Linked DNA regions of Canis lupus: region 2 is linked to region 1. The links are chromatin contacts, called in public Hi-C maps. All regions are on one chromosome and are shown on one strand. The core of a region is the stretch at or near the end of the contact, and the rest is flanking DNA. Distances in the headings are between cores, read along the strand shown.

What was found. Hi-C and Micro-C count contacts between places; a contact is called where the count stands out from the background.
Region 2: a Hi-C map of blood shows a contact between it and region 1, with 1.8 times the contacts expected there. The contact joins the enhancer-like site here to the promoter of PPIL1 in region 1. A contact is called at or near these places in 2 of 9 Hi-C or Micro-C datasets (both in blood).

What each region holds. Positions count from the first base shown.
Region 1 is chr12:6,120,736-6,127,266 of UU_Cfam_GSD_1.0, forward strand. PPIL1 (peptidyl-prolyl cis-trans isomerase-like 1) reads right to left here and starts at 3,057. Exons shown (of 6, transcript XM_038553902.1): 1 at 2,782-3,057; 2 at 1,312-2,307. C12H6orf89 (bombesin receptor-activated protein C6orf89 homolog) reads left to right here and starts at 3,131. Exons shown (of 9, transcript XM_038553899.1): 1 at 3,131-3,282. The coding sequence starts at 3,281.
Region 2 is chr12:6,419,367-6,425,897 of UU_Cfam_GSD_1.0, forward strand. It overlaps TMEM217 (transmembrane protein 217), which reads right to left. Exons shown (of 2, transcript XM_038553914.1): 2 at 5,369-6,531. The coding sequence ends at 6,380. Among named protein-coding and RNA genes, the nearest start is that of PIM1, 27 kb to the left of the region's middle. Within about 2 kb of position 4,100, at least 4 of the 20 cell types and tissues checked have an H3K27ac peak or open chromatin away from gene starts, as enhancers often do. A contact at or near this core is called in blood, where this site is marked.

The DNA of each region.
Region 1 (6,531 bases), core at 1,807-4,306:
AATAAATAAATAAAATCTTAAAAAAAAAAAAGTCGCAGACACCTGGCCTGGGCTTGAAGGCCCTTCACCATTGGCTCAATGATTTCTCGAGCCTGATTTCCTGCTATTTCATCCAAGTCTTATTTTTTAAAGATGTTATTTATTTGAGAGAGAGAGAGAGAGAGAACAAGAGAGATCACAAGCAGCGGGGAGGGGTAGAGGGAGAAGCAGACTCCCCACTAAGTAGAGATCCCAATGTGGGACTTGATCCCAGGACCCTGGGATCATGACCTGAGCCAAAGGCAAATGCTTAACGAACTCAGCCATCCAGGCACCCCCAGAGTACCTTTTTTAAAGTAAAAATGTAAATTTTGAATATATCCAGAAAGGTGGACAGATCCCATGACAATTCAATTATTATAAAATAAAAACCCACCTGTGTAACCACCATTAAATCAAGAAAAAAATGTTTCCAACTCCAGAGTTCTCCCTACCAATCAGACCCTTTTCCCCACAAAAGAAACCACTTTATGACTTCTTAATTGTTCTTCTGTTTTTGAAATTTACATAAATGAAATCATATAGTACTTTTTGTGCGTCTGGCTTCTTTTGCTTAACATTATGTTTGTAAGGTATATCCATGGTATTGTATTCAGTGGCCGTGTAGTATTCTGTTGCATGAATATACTACAAGGACTTTCTTTTCTTTTTTCTTTTTAAAGGAGGCTCCATGCCAGCATGGAGCTCAATGCAGGGCCTGAATTCATGATCCTGAGATCAACACCTGGGATGAGATCAAGAGTTAGATAGTCGGGATCCCTGGGTGGCGCAGCGGTTTGGCGCCTGCCTTTGGCCCAGGGCGCGATCCTGGAGACCCGAGATCGAATCCCATGTCGGGCTCCCGGTGCATGGAGCCTGCTTCTCCCTCTGCCTGTGTCTCTGCCTCTCTCTCTCTCTCTCTCTCTCTCTGTGTGTGACTATCATAAATAAATAAAAATTTATAAAAAAAAAAAAAAGAGTTAGATAGTCAATGGACTGAGTCACTCAGGCACCCCTATACAATCTATTCTTAATGGGCATTTGGAATTTTTCCAGATTGTGTCTATGACAAATAGTGCTGCTATGAATATTTTGTATCTTGGTGCACTTGTAGGTGAATTTTTTGGAGTATATCCGTAGAAGTAGAATTGCTGGGCCTGGTATGAGATTAGGTTATATGTATATTATAATTTCATAGTTAACCAGACTGTTTTCCTAAATGGCTATAGCAGTTTACATTTCCTACCAGCTCTGTGTGAGTTGCTGTTACTCCACTTCCTCATCCACACTTACTTAGTGTCACTAGTCTTTTCCATTGAAGCAATTTTGGAACCTGTATAAGATCTCAGTAGTCCTTTCCCAAACAACTAATCATTAGTGAAGTTGAACACTCTTTTACATGTGTTTGCCATTTAGGTATGCTCTTTTGTGGTATTATCTTTGTGTTCAAATCCTCTGCCCATTCTTCTATTTGGCTGTTTAGTCCGTCTTTTCTTATTGGTAGAGTTCTTTATGTATCCTGGACACAAGCTCTTTGTTGGTTTCTCTCAATCTGTAGGTTGTCTTCTTGGTTCTCTTAATTGTGTCTTTTAGTGATCAGAGGTGGTAGCTAATTTTAATGTGGTTCACTGTATCAATCTTATCTTTTACAGAATGTCTCAATTCTGACTAGCCACATTTAGGTATTTAGTAATCACTTGCATGGCAATGGCATTGGACAAGAGCTGCTCTAAAGTTGTATTACTTTATTTTTCTCATGTAGAGCAATAATGCACATAGAATTTATTTTGGTATATGGTGTGAAGTTGGAGTCAAGTTTCATTTTTTCCTATAAGGATATACAACTGACCCAAAACCCTTTATTTATTTATCAGAACTATTTATTGAAAGTATTATCCTTTCCTTGCTTCTCTGTTGTACCTCTTTGTCATAAAGCAAGTGTCTATATATGTGTGGTTCTCATTTTGGTCTCTCTGTTCTGCTTAATTAGTTTGCTTATCCCTGCATCAGTATCACACTGCCTTTGTAGTTAGCTTTGTTGGTCTAAACCCCATAGCATTTTGATGGCTGATCTCTAGTAAAAAGCAGTTATGATCATGGCACTAAAGACAGGGCAAAATAAGGAGCCTGGGTTCAAATCATGACCCCACCACTCTGTGTAATCCTGAGCAAGTCAACCTTTCCATAAACCTCAGTTTGGCTGGTATGAGATAAATGTTGTGGGGTATGAAGGAAGGATTTCCTCTGCACTTTCAAGATTCTTCCAGCTGGACAAAGCATCAAATGGACCTGCGACAGATTAATAGGAGAAAATCAAATTTAGGTTCATACATACAGGGAACACACACACACTCTCACAATTCCAAAGACAGCCAACAGGAGGCTTATCTGAGACAACCTGAGCTAGCAGAGGGGCAGGGTCTGGGCATACAAAGAAGAGAAAGGCCCCCTTCTGTTAGCAGAAGGTGAGAGATGTTTGGAAAACAAAGGTGGCCCTGTAAATTTCTTAGGTAAAAAGTAATCTGTGTTAATAGTTCTCTTGCTGGTACAGGCAGGCAGTTGAAGGGGAGGTAGAAGTTTTCCTACAACTGCTGGGTTTTGACTGCTTTTAGTTCAAAATAATCCCCATGCTAAAGTGCCCCATCTTGGGGTGGTCTGCCCTTGGCCCTACAGGGACTCTTTATATAAGGTTGTTGAATTGGTTTCACGAATATGAAGGGCTTGGTGATATCTGGCACAGAGTAAGCCTCAATAAATACTCACGAGTAGGCGGTGGTGTGTTCTTTTGAGTTTGCTGCCGTTAGACTAAGAGCGCCCAGAGGCTTTAAGGGCCTGCCCTCCATTACCCGTCCCTCCCACGCCCACCCCTTAATGCCCAACATCGGGCCCGGCAGGTAGTGCGGGGCTCAGCACACGCTTGTTCAGCGCATCAGCGCGGCTGCGACGCCCGTCCCACAACGGGAAGAGGACAGACCCCGCCGGGCACGGACTGACCCGCCCCACCAGAAGAGTCTGACGCCAGGGGGAGCCAGAACCCGTGCCCTCCAGATCTCGCGGGAGTTCGCCCGGCCGCTGTCGCGGGTTCTGCTGCTGACGGCAGCGCGGGGCACGAAGAAAGACCTACCCGAGGGCGCGCGGCCTCGGCTGTGGCGCGGGAGTTACTTCCGGGTTACGCCCCCGGAAGCAGGAAGTCGGTTTACCCTCCTCGCCCGGCGGCTGCAGTCCCCGAGGCGGGAGGAGCCCGAGGGGGCGCGGGCCCCGCATGTGAGTGACTGGGGCCCGAGGCCGGGAGGGGGGCGGCCGCCGTGTGACAGCCTCACCGCCGCGCCCGTCTGTGACATCCTCGCGCAGCCGCTTGCCCCTGCGCAAGCCCCGTATCTGAGCCGCGGGTGTTTCGCAGACTGACGGCCCCCCGGCGACTCCTCCCCAGCCCCCCGCCAGGGTCGGCTCCTTCAAGACGGCTTTGCTTTCCTTGGCTCGGCGGGGCCGGTCACAGCAGTGTCCGAAACACGACTGGCGCCAGCCAAGTCTCGATGTCCCTGCCTTGCTGACGGATCTCTAATTTTTTTGGTATACTGAGAATAGATTCCCCGCCCCCCCCCCCATATCTTTTCCTATTGAGGAAATTTATCTTTTATTTTTTATTTTTTGAGGAAACATTTTAAGTGTGGACTTGGTACATAATAGCGTAGCATCTAGAATTCCAGAAAGTTGGTTTGACCGGTTGAGCGGTTCGTTATCACCTTTTAGTACAGAAAAATCGCCTGTCTAGTGTTCCATAGTGTTTTAAGATCATTAACCCTGCTGGCACACCTCCTGCTTAAGAGCCTGCATAGCCTTGGTATTTGCGAGTACATTAGTCAGTCATCACTTTGTAATAGGAACTACTTCCAGATACATATTACTCCGACTTTTTAATAAGGTTGCTCATTTGGTTGTTCCCTTGGTGGAATGCTCTATGAGCATTTGTCCCTTAATAAAATTGTGCATTTGAGTTTATCACAATTTCTCTGCAAAGAACAACCCAAATACAATTTTTCTACATCGAAGTTTTGACTGCAGTTCACATAGGCCAGCTTGCATACCTTTGTTGCCCGTCAGGCCCTTTCTGCTTTTGACCAAAACAGTTTTCTTTTTTTTTTTTCTTTAAAGATTTTATTTATTTATTCATGAGAGACAGAGAGAGGGGCAGAGACACAGGCAGAGGGACAAACAGGCTCCATGCAGGGAGCCCGACGTGGGAGTCAACCCCGGGTCTCCAGGATCACACCCTGGGCTGAAGGCAGGCGCCAAACCACTGAGCCACCCAGGGATCCCCCAAAACAGTTTTCAAGACCTGGTTTGAATCCCTGTTCCTCTTACAGCTGCCCTAGAACAGCATAGAGATTGTCTAAATGGGAGGTTCCTAAACCTTCCATTTAGTTTTCATCTAAAGCCTCCTTAGGCTGATGTATTTTTAAGAATAAGAACAATAAGAGGTAAAATGAATAGTTTGGGAATGAACGATCGCTTTGGAGCCTTCCTATGCATTTGTTTAGTAGACATTGATTAGGTTTCCTTTCCCTGAGGTGAATTTCCATGTCTGTTCTTAGTTTTTTCTGTTGTTATGTATTCCATTTATCTCTTGCTTTCACGTGTTAAATAACAAAAATTCAAATGAGTAAGTTTTAAAGATACAGTTGGCTTTATTCAATTCATGAATCCGGCAGCATTCCATCTAGCAAGTAGAGGGGAGCTTCTAGGGCTACAGGAAAGGAAAGGTTTTTAAAAGTAGAGAGGGTCTCCATCGCTATCTCTGTCTCTCTCAAATAAAGAATACAATCTTTAAAAGGTTGGTGGGGGGCGTTTGGGTGGCTCAGTTAGTTAAGTGTCTGCCTTGAGCTACAGTTATTATCCTGGGGTCCTGGGGTTGAGCCTCCTGTCAGGGTAGCCTGCTTCTCCCTCTCCCCCCTATTCTTGCTATCTCTCTTTCTCTGTCTTTCTCAAATAAATAAAATCTTAAAAAAAAAAGTGGAGGGGTGCCTGAGTACCTCAATTGGTTAAGCATCCAACTCTTGATTCCAGCTTAGATCATGATCTTGGTTGTGAGATGGAGCCCTAGTTGGGGGGGGTGGGGGGTGGGAGGTGCTCAGTTGAGATTCTCCCTTTGCCCCTCCCCTCATTCACTCTCTCTCTCTAAAAACAAATAAAATCTTTTAAAAAAATAAGAGTGTAGAATAAAGACCCCCCTTTTTTTTTTAAGATTTATTTTTATTTATTTATGATAGAGAGAGAGAGAGAGAGAAGCAGGCTCCATGCAGGGAGCCCAACATGGGACTCGATCCCAGGACTCCAGGATCAGGCCCTGGGCTGAAGGCAGGTGCGAAACCGCTGAGCCACCCAGGGATCCCCAAGACCCTTTTTTTTTTAAAAGGCAAAGTCACTCTGAATGGGAGGAGTTCTATCAGTAAATTCTCTAGAGCTGACCAGAAATTCCATGTTGATTGGTTAAAGTTTTAGGGGATTTTGAAAGTGCAGTTAGGTTAGGTGGTAAGTCTTGGTTAACTGACTGAAGCTAAGGGACACCATTTTGGGCCTTTGATTTTCTTTTTAACACAAGAAACAATTTAGTGTGAGGAGACATGGAAATAGGTATAATACCGAATGATAAGGGTTGTGTTTAAGGTTCCAAGGACAAACATCGCGGCTGAAATAAGGAGTTCATTCATTGGAAAAGCACGGGAGCTAGACTTTTTAGGCAGAGGAAATTATTTGTGCAAAAGCAAAAAGATGTGTAATGATATGGCAGTGAAATGTGTGTGGAAGGAATGGGAAATGAGACTGAACAGGTAATCAGTGACCAGGTTGGAAAGGGCCATGCTAAGTAATCTGGACTTCATCTTATATTATTAAATATTAAATTTGGGTATCGGGACAAATGCTTTACATTTATCATCTTGTAATCCATTAATGACAGTGTTGGAAACAGAGTTATCCTCGTTTCATAAAATAATGAAAACTCTGAGGTTAGATTAAGTTGTGTCTCATGGCTAGAGGAGATGGAAGATCAAGGAATTATCCAGCTTTTCCCAACTCCATTGCTTGCTTAACCCATGGTGCTAAATTGTTCTGCAGCAGGGCATGGGGATTCAAGGAAGTTGCTTTATTTATTTTTTAGAGAGGAAGAGAGAGGATTTTTTTTTAAAGATTTCATTAATTTATTCTTGAGAGACACAGAGACAATAGAGGGAGAAGCAGGCCCCTTGCAGGGAGTCAGATGGGGACTTGATTCCTGGGACCTGGGATCCCCCCCCCCCCCCCCCCCCCCCCCCTGCTGCAGACAGAGGCTCAACCCCTGAGCTACTCAGGCTCAGGCGTCCCTGGAGAGAATTTTATTTTTTTTTTTATTTTTTTTTATTTTTTTTTTTTTATTTATTTATTTTTTTGGAGAGAATTTTAAACAGACTCTATGCTGGGTCTTGATCTGGATCTTGATCTCACAAACCTGAGGTCTTGACCTAAGCCAAAATCAAA
Region 2 (6,531 bases), core at 2,850-5,349, 300 kb after region 1:
TGGAGAGGCAGAGGGAGAGGGACAGGACCCCAGGATCATGATCTGAGCCAAAGGCAGATGCTTAACTGACTGAGCCACTTAGGTCCCCCTTATTTATTTTTTTAAAAGATATTATTTATTTTTATTTGACAGAGAGAGAGAGAATGAGCGAGCAAGCAGGGGAAGTGGCAGATAGAGGGAGAGGGGAAAGCAGGTTCCTTGTTCAGTCGGTGTGGGACTTGATCTCAGGACTTTGGGATCACAACCTGAGTCAAAGGTAGACACTTAACCGACTGAGCTACTCAGGTGCCCTTTGCCTTGCTTCTTACCACAACGCCCAACATACAGTCGGTAAGCCATGCCTTTCGATGAATGAATAAAAGAAGAAAAACTGAGGGGATCCCTGGGTGGCGCAGCGGTTTAGCCCCTGCCTTTGGCCCAGGGCGCGATCCTGGAGACCCGGGATCGAATCCCACTTCTGGCTCCTTGTATGGAGCCTGCTTCTCCCTCTGCCTGTGTCTCTGCCTCTCTCTCTCTCTCTGTGACTATCATAAATAAAAAAATTTTAAAAAAAATTAAAAAAAGAAGAAAAAATGAAATAAAGAAAAAGAGAGAGAGGGGAAGCATGAATGCACATGTTTAGGGAGCGTGGTGGGTGTGTTCCATGATGTCCAAAGGTGAGGAAGGAGGGTGGTTATTGTACAAAGAATGCTTTAAAAAACCATCTCAACTAGGGCCACCTGGATGGCTCAAAAAAAAGATGTCTTCTAGTGTTGGCCCTTTTGGGATGTATTTTTGAAGAGGAAAGACAGCCATGGTAGGTAGAAGCAAACTTTGGAAAAGAATAAAGCCTGGCATTTTTTGACCTTTTTATATCTTTATTATATTATACTAATTTATTTTTTAATTTTTATTTATTTATGATAGGCACACAGTGAGAGAGAGAGAGGCAGAGACATAGGCAGAGGGTGAAGCAGGCTCCATGCAGGGAGCCCGACATGGGATTCGATCCCGGGTCTCCAGGATCGCGCCCTGGGCCAAAGGCAGGCGCTAAACCGCTGCGCCACCCAGGGATCCCTATGTTTTATTTTTTAAAGTAATATCTACACCCAGCTTGGGGCTTGAACTCACAATCCCAAGATCAAGAGTCGCACACTCCATCAACTTCGCCAGCCAGGTGCCCCAAACCTTTTTATATCTTTAACATGTAAGTCATTTCTGGGGCGCCTGGCTAGCTTAGTCAGTTAAGTCAATAAGCGGCTGACTTTTTTTTTTTTTAAGATTTTATTTATTTATTTGGGAAAGAAGAGAGAGAGCACAAGCAGGGGGAGGGGCAGGGGGAGAGAGAGAAGCAAGCTCCCCACTGAGCAAGGAGCCCAACAGGGAGCTAGATCCCAGGACCCTGAGATCATGATCCGAGCCAAAGGCAGACACTTAACCAACAGGAAGCAGCTGAATCTTGATTTTGGCTCAAGTCATGATCTCAGGGTTGTGAGATCATCCCCCTCTCCATGGGCTCCACACTGGGGGTGGAGTCTGCTTAAGATTCTCTGTCTCCTTCTTTCTCTGCCCTCTCATCCCCCTCCAAAAAAAAAAAAAAAAAAAGTAAGTTATTTCTGACAATCATCAGATAATTGTTTGACTCAGATTTTTACATATCCACAATCACACAAACATGTCATACAGATGCAGAAATATGCATGTACACACAGATACACAAACACACATAGTCACATGCACAAACACATGCTTAGAAAGCCTTTGTGCAACAAGATTAATATGGTCAGAAGGCATTTGTAAAGCCTATGTCCAGGGAAGAAATTCATAATTCATTTAGAAAAAGAAATGTAAGCATTTTTTTAAAAAAAAGTTTTATTCATTTAAGTAATCTCCATACCCCATGTGGGGCTTGAACTCATGACCCTGAGATCAAGAGTCACAGGCTCCCCTGACTGAGCCAGCCAGGCACCCCAAATTTAAGCATTTAAAGTTGCTATTTTACTAACAACAGATGAGGGGATGGAAGGGATGGGAAAACAAGCCTAGGAGGGTTCTTTTCACTCACTCACTGAGCAACTAACCTGTGTGAAAGGCTGTCTTGAGAGTCAGGGGCTGGCGTCAGAGGCCTTCATTAACCTTTTATCAGGTGGGCAAATGGATTAAAAAAAACAGCAAAGCATCAGACCATATGTAGAGACTGATGGTGGAGAGAGACCAAAGAAAGGGAAAGAGAGGGGCTTCGAGCGGCACCTGGGAGGGCTCAGTCAGTTAAGTGTCTGCCTTTGGCTCAGGTCATAATCCTGGGGTCCTGGGATCAAGCCCCACATCAGGCTCCCTGCTTAGCAAGGAGTCTGCTTCTCCCTCTGTATCTGCCTCTGCCTCTCCCCCTTCTTGTGCTCTCTCTCTCAAATAAATAAATAAAATCTTAAAAAAAAGGGGGGGGGCTTTAAGGGCTGAGGATATTAGTAATTGATGTGGGCATTTTTTGGGGAAAAGAAGCAGGGGGAATGGATACCTAAGCCCTGGGGAAAAAAAGAAGTAAAATAGATGGGAACATTTGACACATCTTAAAACCAGCAGGGAGAAGTAAACAAGAACGAATTCTGTCCCCCCAAAGACTCGGCTGCTAGGGGAAACTGGGAAGTACAGGTGACAGCAGTGAGGTGGGAAAGATGACCAGAAATATTTCGTGGTTGTGTGCTGAAGAGCAAACACCTTCCGGGAGCAGCCAGCAGAGACCGTGGGAAAAGGGGAGACCCTCTTCTCTCTGGGGAAGTACGTGTCTGCTTGCTTCCTCTTGACACTATCATCCCCCACACAGATCTTCTTCCTTCACCCCGAGGTAACTCCAGGGGTATCTGCACCTTCTCAGGCTGTCACCTCTCTGTTTTCTCTCCTCCCTTCTCGGGCCTCTTCCAGCTACAGTGTACAGGTCTCCTCCTCCAGGAAGACTTCCCTGCTCTCCAATCTCCAAGAGACTCCTCCTATGGCCCCCAGTGCTTCCCTCAGCACCCATCATATGGGCCCAATGGCCCTGAGTGACTCAGCCCTCCCTAGGCTGGGCACTTCTTGAAATGCAGGCTGTGTCTTACTTTCTAGGATATTCCTCAGGCTCAGGCCCTGCTACACAGTAGACACTCAGCAAACCTAGTGAAGCAAGGGAGGCCGGAAGGGCAGAGACCTTCATGGGGCTGGAGGGGAGGGTTAGGTGGTGACAGCTCTGGGAATATGCCCTTCTCGGGGGCACCTGCACTCTTCGAAAGGTTGGTTTTAAGCTTGATGAGGTGGAGCCAGGAAACGAGGTGGTATGTCTAGTGTCAGCAGCTGGTGCAGGGAAAGAGAGTTAAGGAAGGGAGGGAGGGACAAGGAAGCTGAAATTGTACCCCTTGTGAATATTTCCACCTGTAATGATCTGCTGACTTCAGAAGTGAGTAAGAGAAGAAGGGAGAAGGAAGGGAGGCTGAAGAGCAGAAAGACATTGGCCCTCACCAGTCTGTGTACCATAACCACCTGGTGGAAAACAGTCAACAGTCCTTCATTCTATTCTGTGGAGAGTCTGTGTCTATTCATTCCACAAATATTTATCAAGCACATGCTATGTGCCGGGTATTGTTCTAGCTGCTGGGAAGACAGCAATAAAGAAAATATGGTGCTCGTATTTTGGGGGGTAGAGGAGGTAATAATTGTATGGAGTAAGTCAGGTGATATGCGTTATGAAAAAAAAATAAAGCAGGCTAAGTGGGTTACAGAGGGAGGGCATGGGGAGGGGTTGGGTTCACATAAATTGGTAGGAAAAGCCTCTCCAGTGACTTTTGAGCAGACATCTGAAGGAAACGAGAGGAAGCCAGTGGATACCTGGAGTGAGACCATTCCAGGCTAAAGAAACAACGCGTGCAAAGGCCCCAGGGCTGGCATATACTGGGTGTGGAGGAGGAACTGCAAGGAGGCCAGTGTGGCTGGAGCAGAGGGAGGGAGGAGAGCAGTTAGGAAGGAGATCAGTGGGATGACAGGGAGCACTTCTGATGTCTGGATGTCAGGGAGATGAGGAGGGCCAACAAGGCAGGTGGCGAATGCAGAGGGATGGCCTTTGAGTCCTACAGGCCAAGAGAGAGCGCTGTTTGCAGGTCAGGGAAGGATCAGTTAGTTGGTCAACAGCCATGGAGCAGCATGGCAGGAGAAAGCTGAGCTCAGGATTGGGCAGTGTGGAGACCGCCTTACCAAGAGCAGACTTGGTGGACTGGAATGGGTTCTCAAGAGAATGGGAAGCTGGGATGGGGAGGCCGACAGGCCACACTTTGAGGAGTCCTAGTGTAGAGGGGCGCACAGCCTTTATCTGATCCTCTTAAGCTTCCTGGCATCAGGTAACTCTTAGCTGATTCTTGGGATTCTGTGTCCCTCTCCACCTCTTCTGCACATGGGTCTCCAGTCAGCCAGGTCCCCACCATGCCACCCCAGCTGAGATGGGGGATTAGAGTCAGAAGTCAGCTCATGTTTTATTTTTTGTTTCTGGTACCAGACAATGCACGCCTTGTGAGACTCGGGCGGCGACGCACACTATGAGTCCTCAGTCATCAATCAGCTCCAGGCTCCCTAAATCCCTCATCAGCCGCCCCTAGAGGATCTGGTCGGGAAGGCAAACAGCACTAATCAAAAGCTTATTGCTGACTGCCATCTGGTGGTCATTTTAGGTACTGGCCTGCGTCCAAATCTGGTACTCGCAGGGCGGTGGGAAGAATTGAGTGAATTATTAGAATAGCACCGGGCACTTACTATGTGTTTGGTAAAAGTGAGCTACAGTCACTATGCTCGTGGTTTGGAGGAGTGGGATTAAAATAAATGTGTCCCTTGGCTTCACCTCCAACATATTTGGAATGAAAAAGAAATATCCTAAAAGGAGGTCCCTCTTTTTTATCTTGGTAAAGATAAGAGTGCTTCAGGGAACCAAGATGTTGTGTATATATATATATATAGTCAGATGATCTAGAATCAAATCCTGCTTTTGCTACCATGCGACCTCAGTCACATCACTTAAGTGCCTTGAGTCTCAGTTTCATCAAGCCGTAAAATGGGAGCATTAGAATTAAAATGACTCGGGCAGGGTAGCCCTGGTGGCGCAGCGGTTTAGCGCCGCCTGCAGCCCGGGGTGTGATCCTGGAGACCCGGGATCGAGTCCCACATCGGGCTTCCTGCGTGGAGCCTGCTTCTCCCTCTGCTTCTGTCTCTGCCTCTCTCTCTCTCTCTCTCTCTGAATGAATAAATAAATAAATCTTAAAAATAAAATAAAATAAAATAAAATGACTCGGGCAGCCTGGGTGGCTCAGCGGTTTAGCGCCGCCTTCAGCCCAGGGCGTGATCCTGGAGATCAGGGATCGAGTCCCACGTCGGGCTCCCTTGTATGGAGCCTGCTTCTCCCTCTGCCTGTCTCTTTCTCTCTCTCGCTCCCTCTCTCTCATGAATAAATAAATAGATAAATTCTTTAAAAAAAGAATTAAAATGACTGGTACTGAATGTAAAGAGCTCTCAGTAAAAGATGCTCTCCTTTAGTTAACAGTAGTGGCATACTAGCTCTCAACACTGGGAGTGTATTGCTCTAAATAGTGATTCTTGGGGCACCTGGATGACTCAGTTGGAAGAGCGTGTGACTCTTGATCTCAGGGTCCTGGGTTTGAGCCCTACATTGGGTGTAGAGATTACTAAAAAAATAAAAATAAAGAAATATATAATAAAATAGTGGTTCTCAATTGGGGGCAATTTTGTCCTCCCAGGGAACATTTGGCAACACCTGCAGATATTTTTGGTTGTCACACGTGTGAGGGGATACTATCTAGTGGGTAGAGGTCACAGATGCTGCTGCATCCTCTAATGCAGGGAACAGCTCCATACAGGACAGAATTTTCCAGTCCAAAATGTCAATAGTCCTAAAACGGAAAAAAATCCTGGAGCTTTCTTAAATGAGGATTCTTCTTACTATGTTATGGACCAATAGGAGGAAGTGCTTTCCAAAAAGTATGAGAGAAGCAGAGTGATACATGAAGCTGGAAAGAGATTCTTTCTGCAATTAAATGCAGGAGCAAAATGAGGCTTCAAAATGAGGCTTCAAATGAGGTTTCAAAAATTAGAAACTAGGGACGTGCAGAGAGGAGGGGATCATGAGAAGTAATAGCATACATCAGTAAGAGGGTTAAGCAAGAACAAAGGCAGTATATAATAAAAAGCTAAAACAAGTCACAAACACATGCACAATAATTGATCCATGCAACCCACCCTCCCCCAAGAATAGTTGTAAATAATACTCAAGAACCCTGAAAAGGTAAGCAAAACCAACAGAATCAACAGGCAGGAAGAAGGGGAGCTATCGTCGGGAGCATGGTCCCTCTCTTTCTCTTCTTCCTGGCACAGTTCAGTTTAACTTGCGGTACAATGTTCCCATCCCAACAGGTGACCATGAATCGACCGTACAGATGGAGGAGTGCCTGCGGCGGCCTATCTTACTTAAAGTCTTAGGGTCCTTGTAAAGGAAGTAGATATGCTTAGAGATGAAAGGCAGGGAGA